Regions from separate parts of the Anas platyrhynchos genome. Here region 1 is linked to region 2. The links are chromatin contacts, called in public Hi-C maps. All regions are on one chromosome and are shown on one strand. Each heading gives the region's core, a stretch centred on a gene start, on an enhancer-like site or on the middle of the called end of the contact. The rest is flanking DNA. Distances are from core to core; before and after follow the strand shown. Region 1 holds the start of PATZ1 (POZ/BTB and AT hook containing zinc finger 1). Region 2 overlaps LIMK2 (LIM domain kinase 2).

The links. Hi-C and Micro-C count contacts between places; a contact is called where the count stands out from the background.
Region 1: a Hi-C map of skeletal muscle shows a contact between it and region 2, with 2.3 times the contacts expected there. The contact joins the promoter of PATZ1 here to the enhancer-like site in region 2. A contact is called at or near these places in 5 of 8 Hi-C or Micro-C datasets (F1 follicle, liver, skeletal muscle and 1 more).

What each region holds. Positions count from the first base shown.
Region 1 is chr16:8,139,805-8,142,793 of IASCAAS_PekinDuck_T2T, reverse strand. It overlaps PATZ1 (POZ/BTB and AT hook containing zinc finger 1), which reads left to right and starts at 1,582. Exons shown (of 6, transcript XM_027470045.3): 1 at 1,582-2,989. The coding sequence starts at 2,260. It overlaps LOC119718477 (a long non-coding RNA gene), which reads left to right. Exons shown (of 5, transcript XR_005269631.2): 5 at 1-1,516.
Region 2 is chr16:8,079,376-8,082,209 of IASCAAS_PekinDuck_T2T, reverse strand. The region is part of intron 2 of LIMK2 (LIM domain kinase 2); the gene reads right to left. It overlaps LOC119718478 (a long non-coding RNA gene), which reads left to right. Exons shown (of 3, transcript XR_005269632.2): 3 at 1-2,834. Among named protein-coding and RNA genes, the nearest start is that of LIMK2, 7.3 kb to the right of the region's middle. Within about 2 kb of position 1,264, at least 1 of the 8 cell types and tissues checked has an H3K27ac peak or open chromatin away from gene starts, as enhancers often do.

The DNA of each region.
Region 1 (2,989 bases), core at 333-2,832, 60 kb before region 2:
AAATATAATCCTTTTCCTCACCACAGCAAGTACAACTCTTGGTTTGTGGCACACTAACAGACTAACAGGATGGGAGCACTGCATTATACATGTAATAGAGTGCGTGTTCATCAACATCGCTACCACTCGAACAACCTCAGATTTCCCAAAATACACGTTCAGATCAGGGCGCGTGCATATGTAATGCAGTAATAAAAAGCTACCGGCAGTATTCTGCCTGCGGTGTAGTCAGCTTCCAGCAGAAGCAAGAGAAACCCAGCATACAGGCTGAGGGCAGCGCGTGGCCTTAAGTGTTAATGCAATATCGCGTTTTGGAAGTTGGAAGCTTGGTGCGCTCATTTGCACATCAGTACCCAGAATGCTTTCTCGGTTCCACCACTGTTTAATTCAAGTGCTGGGTTCGAGCTCTTGGAACGCTCCACAGTTTGAGATGCCCTTGCATGCGCTGAGTTCAGTATTTTCCACTGAATAGTTTAAGTGACAATACTGGATTGTGAATGGGTCATCCAAGGCTTCTGAATTAGCCTTGATGTTCCAAATGCAAAAAACTGCCCCTGAACGCTTTAAAAACGCATTGTCTTTAACAAAGCAAAGAACCTAGTTTTGCAAGAGCGCGTGTTTGGGGGGAAACATTTCTTCAAAAGTAAGCAACAATTTTTCTGAGACAGAAAGCAAGATTTAGCCGAACGTGACTGCTGCTGCTGCTCTTTGAAGAGGAGCTCTTCGTACCGAGCCCGTGAGCACCCAGGGGAGGTTCAGCACCGGGCCGGTGCAGGCAGCCCCGGGCAGCAGCCCGCAGCCCTGCCTCTCGGGGCGGTTTCCCCGGGGCAGGCTGGCAGCGCGGCCGTGGGAACGGCGGGGCAGCGGAGGCCCCGCGGGGAGGCCGTTCCCCCAACATGGAGGCAGCGCTCGAGGCTGCGCCTCCCGCAGCCCCCTGCCCGCGGGGACCGCTGCTCCCAGCCGCTCCTGCCGGGGGGCATCGCTGCACCGGGGGAGAAGGGAGTGAAGGGAAAGGGGGTACCCCCCAAAAAACGCGCAACGCCTGGCTTTTTTGGTCAGGCTGAGAGTTGCTGGGGAGGGGGTGAAGAATGCAATGAAAGGGCGGGGGGAGGCCGCAGCCCCCGGCCCCTCGGGGATCGGCTCTCCTCGGGCGGGGAGAGGAGGTGGGGGCTGCTCGGCGCCTCTGCAGCTCCGGGAGGGTTTGCATTGGCCGCTCCGCGCCTGGGGAGGGGGGGGGGAGGCTGCCTGCAACCCCCCCCCCTTCTCTCCAGCCCCTCCTCTCCCCGGCGGGAGGGGGGCCCGGGGGGGCGAGCTGCAGCCCGGATATTTGGGGGAGGGGGTGAGCGCAGCCCCCCCACCCCCCTGTGCCATGGGGGGGGCCCCCGGCTGCCGGCTCGGCATTGGAGGAGCGGTGCTGGGGGAACGGGGGGGCTGCAGCCCCCAGCCCCCGCGGGCGGGCGGGGTGGGGGCCGGCCTGCTGGCTCGGGCTGCTCGAGCATTGGCGGATGCGGGGAGGGAGGGGGGCAGGAAGCGGGGGGGCAGGGGGGAGCCCGAGCGGCTGGAGGGGCGGGGGGGGGGGTCTCTATGAAAAGGGTGGGGGGCTTCTGGAGCAAAAGAAGAGCGGAAAGTTTGCGGCGCCGGCGGTGAGGGTGCGGCGGGGCGGGCGGGGCCCGGGCCGGAGCCGGCGGCGGCGGCGCTCGGCGGGGGAGCAGCAGCCGGGGGGCCCCCGCTGGATTTTTGTAGGGGGGGTGGTATCGCCCCCTCCTTCTCCTCCCCCCAGGGGTGAAAGTGCAAGAGGAAGTGCAGCCGCTGCCATCTTTCCTCCGCTCCAAACACACAGGGACGGACGGGAGCCGGCAGCCCGGAGCCGCAGCCGCCGGAGCCCCGTCCCTCCCGGCTCGCTGCAGCCGCGCCGCGCACGCCCCTTCCCGCGGCGGCCGCAGCGCCTCGTGGCGGCCGGGCCCGGGCGGAGCTCGCAGCGCTCGGCGGCGGCCCCGCGCCCCTCCGCAGCCCGAGCCTTTTGTCTCGCCCCCCCTCTCCTTTCTTCCCCCCCCCCTCTCTTCTCCCTCTGCCCGCCATCCCCTCGCACTGGGCAGGGAGCGCAGCGCGCACCGCCGCCGCCGGCCCGGCCAGGGGCGGGGAGGAGCAGGAGGAGGAGGAGGAGGAGGAGAAGGAGGAGGAGGAGGAGGAGCAGCGCGCCGCCCGGCGGCCCTGAGAGTGCGCGCCCCCTGCGGGCGCCAGCGGGGCGGCGCAAGCCCCATGGAGCGGGTGAGCGAGGCCGCCGCTTGCGGCCCCTCGTCGGGCTGCTACACGTACCAGGTGAGCCGGCACAGCGCCGACATGCTGCACAGCCTCAACCAGCAGCGCAAGAACGGCGGCCGCTTCTGCGACGTGCTCCTGCGCGTGGGCGACGAGAGCTTCCCGGCGCACCGGGCGGTGCTGGCCGCATGCAGCGAGTACTTCGAGTCGGTGTTCAGCGCGCAGCTGGGCGACGGAGCAGCCGGCGGCGGCGGCGGAGGAGAAGGGGGCACGACGGAGGCGGCGGCGGCCGGTGGTGCCGCGGCAGCGGCCGGCGGTGCCCCCGGGGGCGGGCGGGAGCTGGAGATGCATACCATCAGCTCCAAGGTGTTTGGAGACATCCTGGACTTCGCCTACACGTCGCGCATCGTGGTGCGGCTGGAGAGCTTCCCAGAGCTCATGACGGCTGCCAAGTTCCTGCTGATGCGCTCGGTGATTGACATCTGCCAGGAGGTCATCAAGCAGTCCAATGTGCAGATCCTGGTGCCCCCTGCACGCCCCGACATTATGCTGTTCCGCCCGGGGGCTGCTGACCTCGGTTTCCCTCTTGACATGACCAATGGTGCCACCTTGGCCCCCAATGGCAACGGCATCGCTGGCATGCCTGAAGACGAGGCCACGCGGGCTGCTCTCACCGCGTCTCAGTCCTCCCTGCCCGTTCTGCAGGGTGTGGACCGCCTGCCCATGGTGG
Region 2 (2,834 bases), core at 15-2,514:
CACAGAGCTCTTGTTACTTCTTGCTTTTTGACTATATGACCTATTTGAAAACATAATAGCCCTGATAACAGGGCTCTAGAAAAGGTGTTAATCTATTCATTAGTTCTAGACCTGAATTCCTGCCAGAATGAGTGTACTTCAGAAATGCTGATAAACAGGTGGTGGTGGTCAGACCTTTTCTGTGTAATTTTACTGATACTATCTCTGAGAGCCAAAATGCAAGGGAGCATGAGCTGAAGTCAAAGATATCCATACTTCTCTCCTGCAAATGCTGACAGCATCTCCACTACAAACACACAGCCACCACAGGGGTTTGCTTTCCTTAATATGGTTTGGAATTGCATAGTCATTTTTGCCAGAGATAAAAGCCTGAACACTGTAACTGGCAAATGAAGGGGACAAGTAAAAACTTCAACAAACCCTTAACACGAAGTTTATTGCAAATTGAGTTGCAAAATGTCATAGATGTTATCATTTTATCCCCACAGAACGGCATCATAGCTGTTGTGATATTCAAGTCATTATGATCTTTAGACAGTAGGGGTTAGGTTGCATATCTAGACACCCTATTTACCATGGTTCATGCTGTCCACAGACAGATTCATCAACAGAATAGCATGGTTACAGACAGATGCATTGCTCAGCATATCTACAAGCCCTAAGATATACAAATTTATCCTGGCACAGGCAGGCACTTCAGTATGTGTGTGGGATTGGTATAAGCTGGGGAAAGGCATCTGCTTGATGCCTCAGGAGGCCGCAGCAAGTCTTTGTTTCAGCATGGGTGCAGTTTGGAGGCATTCCAGCTCCTTCAATACAATCCCAACACCTCATTGTATTTCCAAGGCACTTACACCTAACATATGCTTCACTGGTGTTGAAAGACAGAGTCAAGCTCCTGACATCAGGTACTGAAACAAATACTGTTTTGGTATGCATGTACCTCTGAGTGAAAGCTCTTGCATGCAGCTCTTGAGTAAACTAAAACGACTAGTGAAGTGAAACTCATCTTTGTCACAGCACCTTACTTCTAAACAGAGGCAGGGCTTTAGTCAGAGCGATGCCACCTTAGTATCCAACACCACTAAGCACATTAGGACAGAGGGAGCACTTTTACCTCCAGCATCCTTAGCTAATGCCTGCAGGCTTACTGACTTCGTACAGGCTGAGAAGCAAAGTAAAGAAATGCAGCCTACCAAAACTTCATCGCTTATACATATTTTTAGAAGCAGTGACTTCTGATCCGTAAACACTTGACAGACGACTGTAAGACTGGCACTTACACCACTGCACCTTCACTTGCTTTCTAACTCACTGCTTTCGACTGCAGACTGCTAAACTTTTCAGGGGAAGGATCCTGTCTTACTCATCTGGAAAGCCCAGCACACACTGTGCTGTGTGAGTAATTCTAATTATATTGATATAAGAATGCTCTGATAACAATGCCCTTAAGGACAAGGTGCACCAGTTAACTAAGAAGTTCAGACCGGAATGCCCGGCTCCTTAAATACAAACAGTTGTCATCTATGTGCTGTAGCTGATAGATTGGCCTGAGGAATGTGACCATGTCCACCTGCAGAGTGCTTCGCTGTTCCTTTGGATTTTTAAGTCCTGAGCTTTTATGGCCATCTGTGTGCAAACAGGCACTTAGCAACTATTTCTCCCTGTATCAGATAGTGAGCTGCTGAATTTCAATGCCCCATGGAGACACCATCAAAGAGGCATTTCCAGGAATCTGCGGGATTAGTGGGGAAGAGCTTTCACTTCTGATGCCCAATAAGCTTTCTGTAACTGCCAGAAATTAGAGAAGACATGGAAAAAGAAAAGATTCTTGTATTCCTGCATTTGCTACATTTCACCTACATTTTATTACTACTCATATTTCCCCTGCTCTCAAATTCAGCTGTTGCGTGTACAAACCTGCGTTCACAGCTGAAAAGTTCAAGGAAGAGTCAAAGTAGCAAATATCTCCACCTTTCCAGTGCATCTTAATAACACCTTTGTTTACATCTTTATCTGTCAACATTTGTAGCTTCATATCCTGACACTCTAGATCTATTTTTCTAGTTGTCTGTGGGGGAAAAAGCAGCCCTTGGAAAATGAAGGCCTGTACCAATCTGAGCCAACAGAGGTGAACCAAAGGCCCAGATCCAGGGCTGCTTCAGTCTAGCAGAGACTGACAGGTGACGTGATTGCTGCTTACAAACTGGCAAAAAGAAGTTGAAGTTTAGCAGATATCCTAAGAACCACAGAAAATAGATCTGCAAAATACCCCTTCTAAGTCATCTAGTTTATCCTCCAACCCCCATAAGATATGCAACGATACATAAGCAATTCCTAATGCGAGGTTGCCAGGCTTGCCTTCCTGGGCCTCCACATGTAAAAAGAATCAAGGTAATTCACTACGGTTTGCTGGGCAAAAAATGTTTTTATAACACACAAAACATGCTATTCTGTATAAAAAAATAAAAATAAAATCAAGTCTTTGTACAAAAATCAAACCACTAGAACTGGCAAATTAATAGTGGGTCTCTTTCTCCCCCGCGGCCGGGAGCTCAGGGCACCCTCAGCGCACAGGACAGTGAATGTGAATGCCGTTCTGTTTTCCCAGCAGACACTTGTCACGCTGCAGACCACACAATGGGCAGGCAACGAGGGATTCCGGGAAGAATCCACTTTTAACCTTGTTCCACTACTGAGAAATGGGCAGAAGGAGAACTTGTTTCAAATTCACTACACAATACCCATAGGAGACAGAGCCAGAAGTTGTTCTGCACTCTGCCAAAACCGGTCTGCTTTTTAAAGTGTTCTGGTGGTTACAACACCGTGCCTTT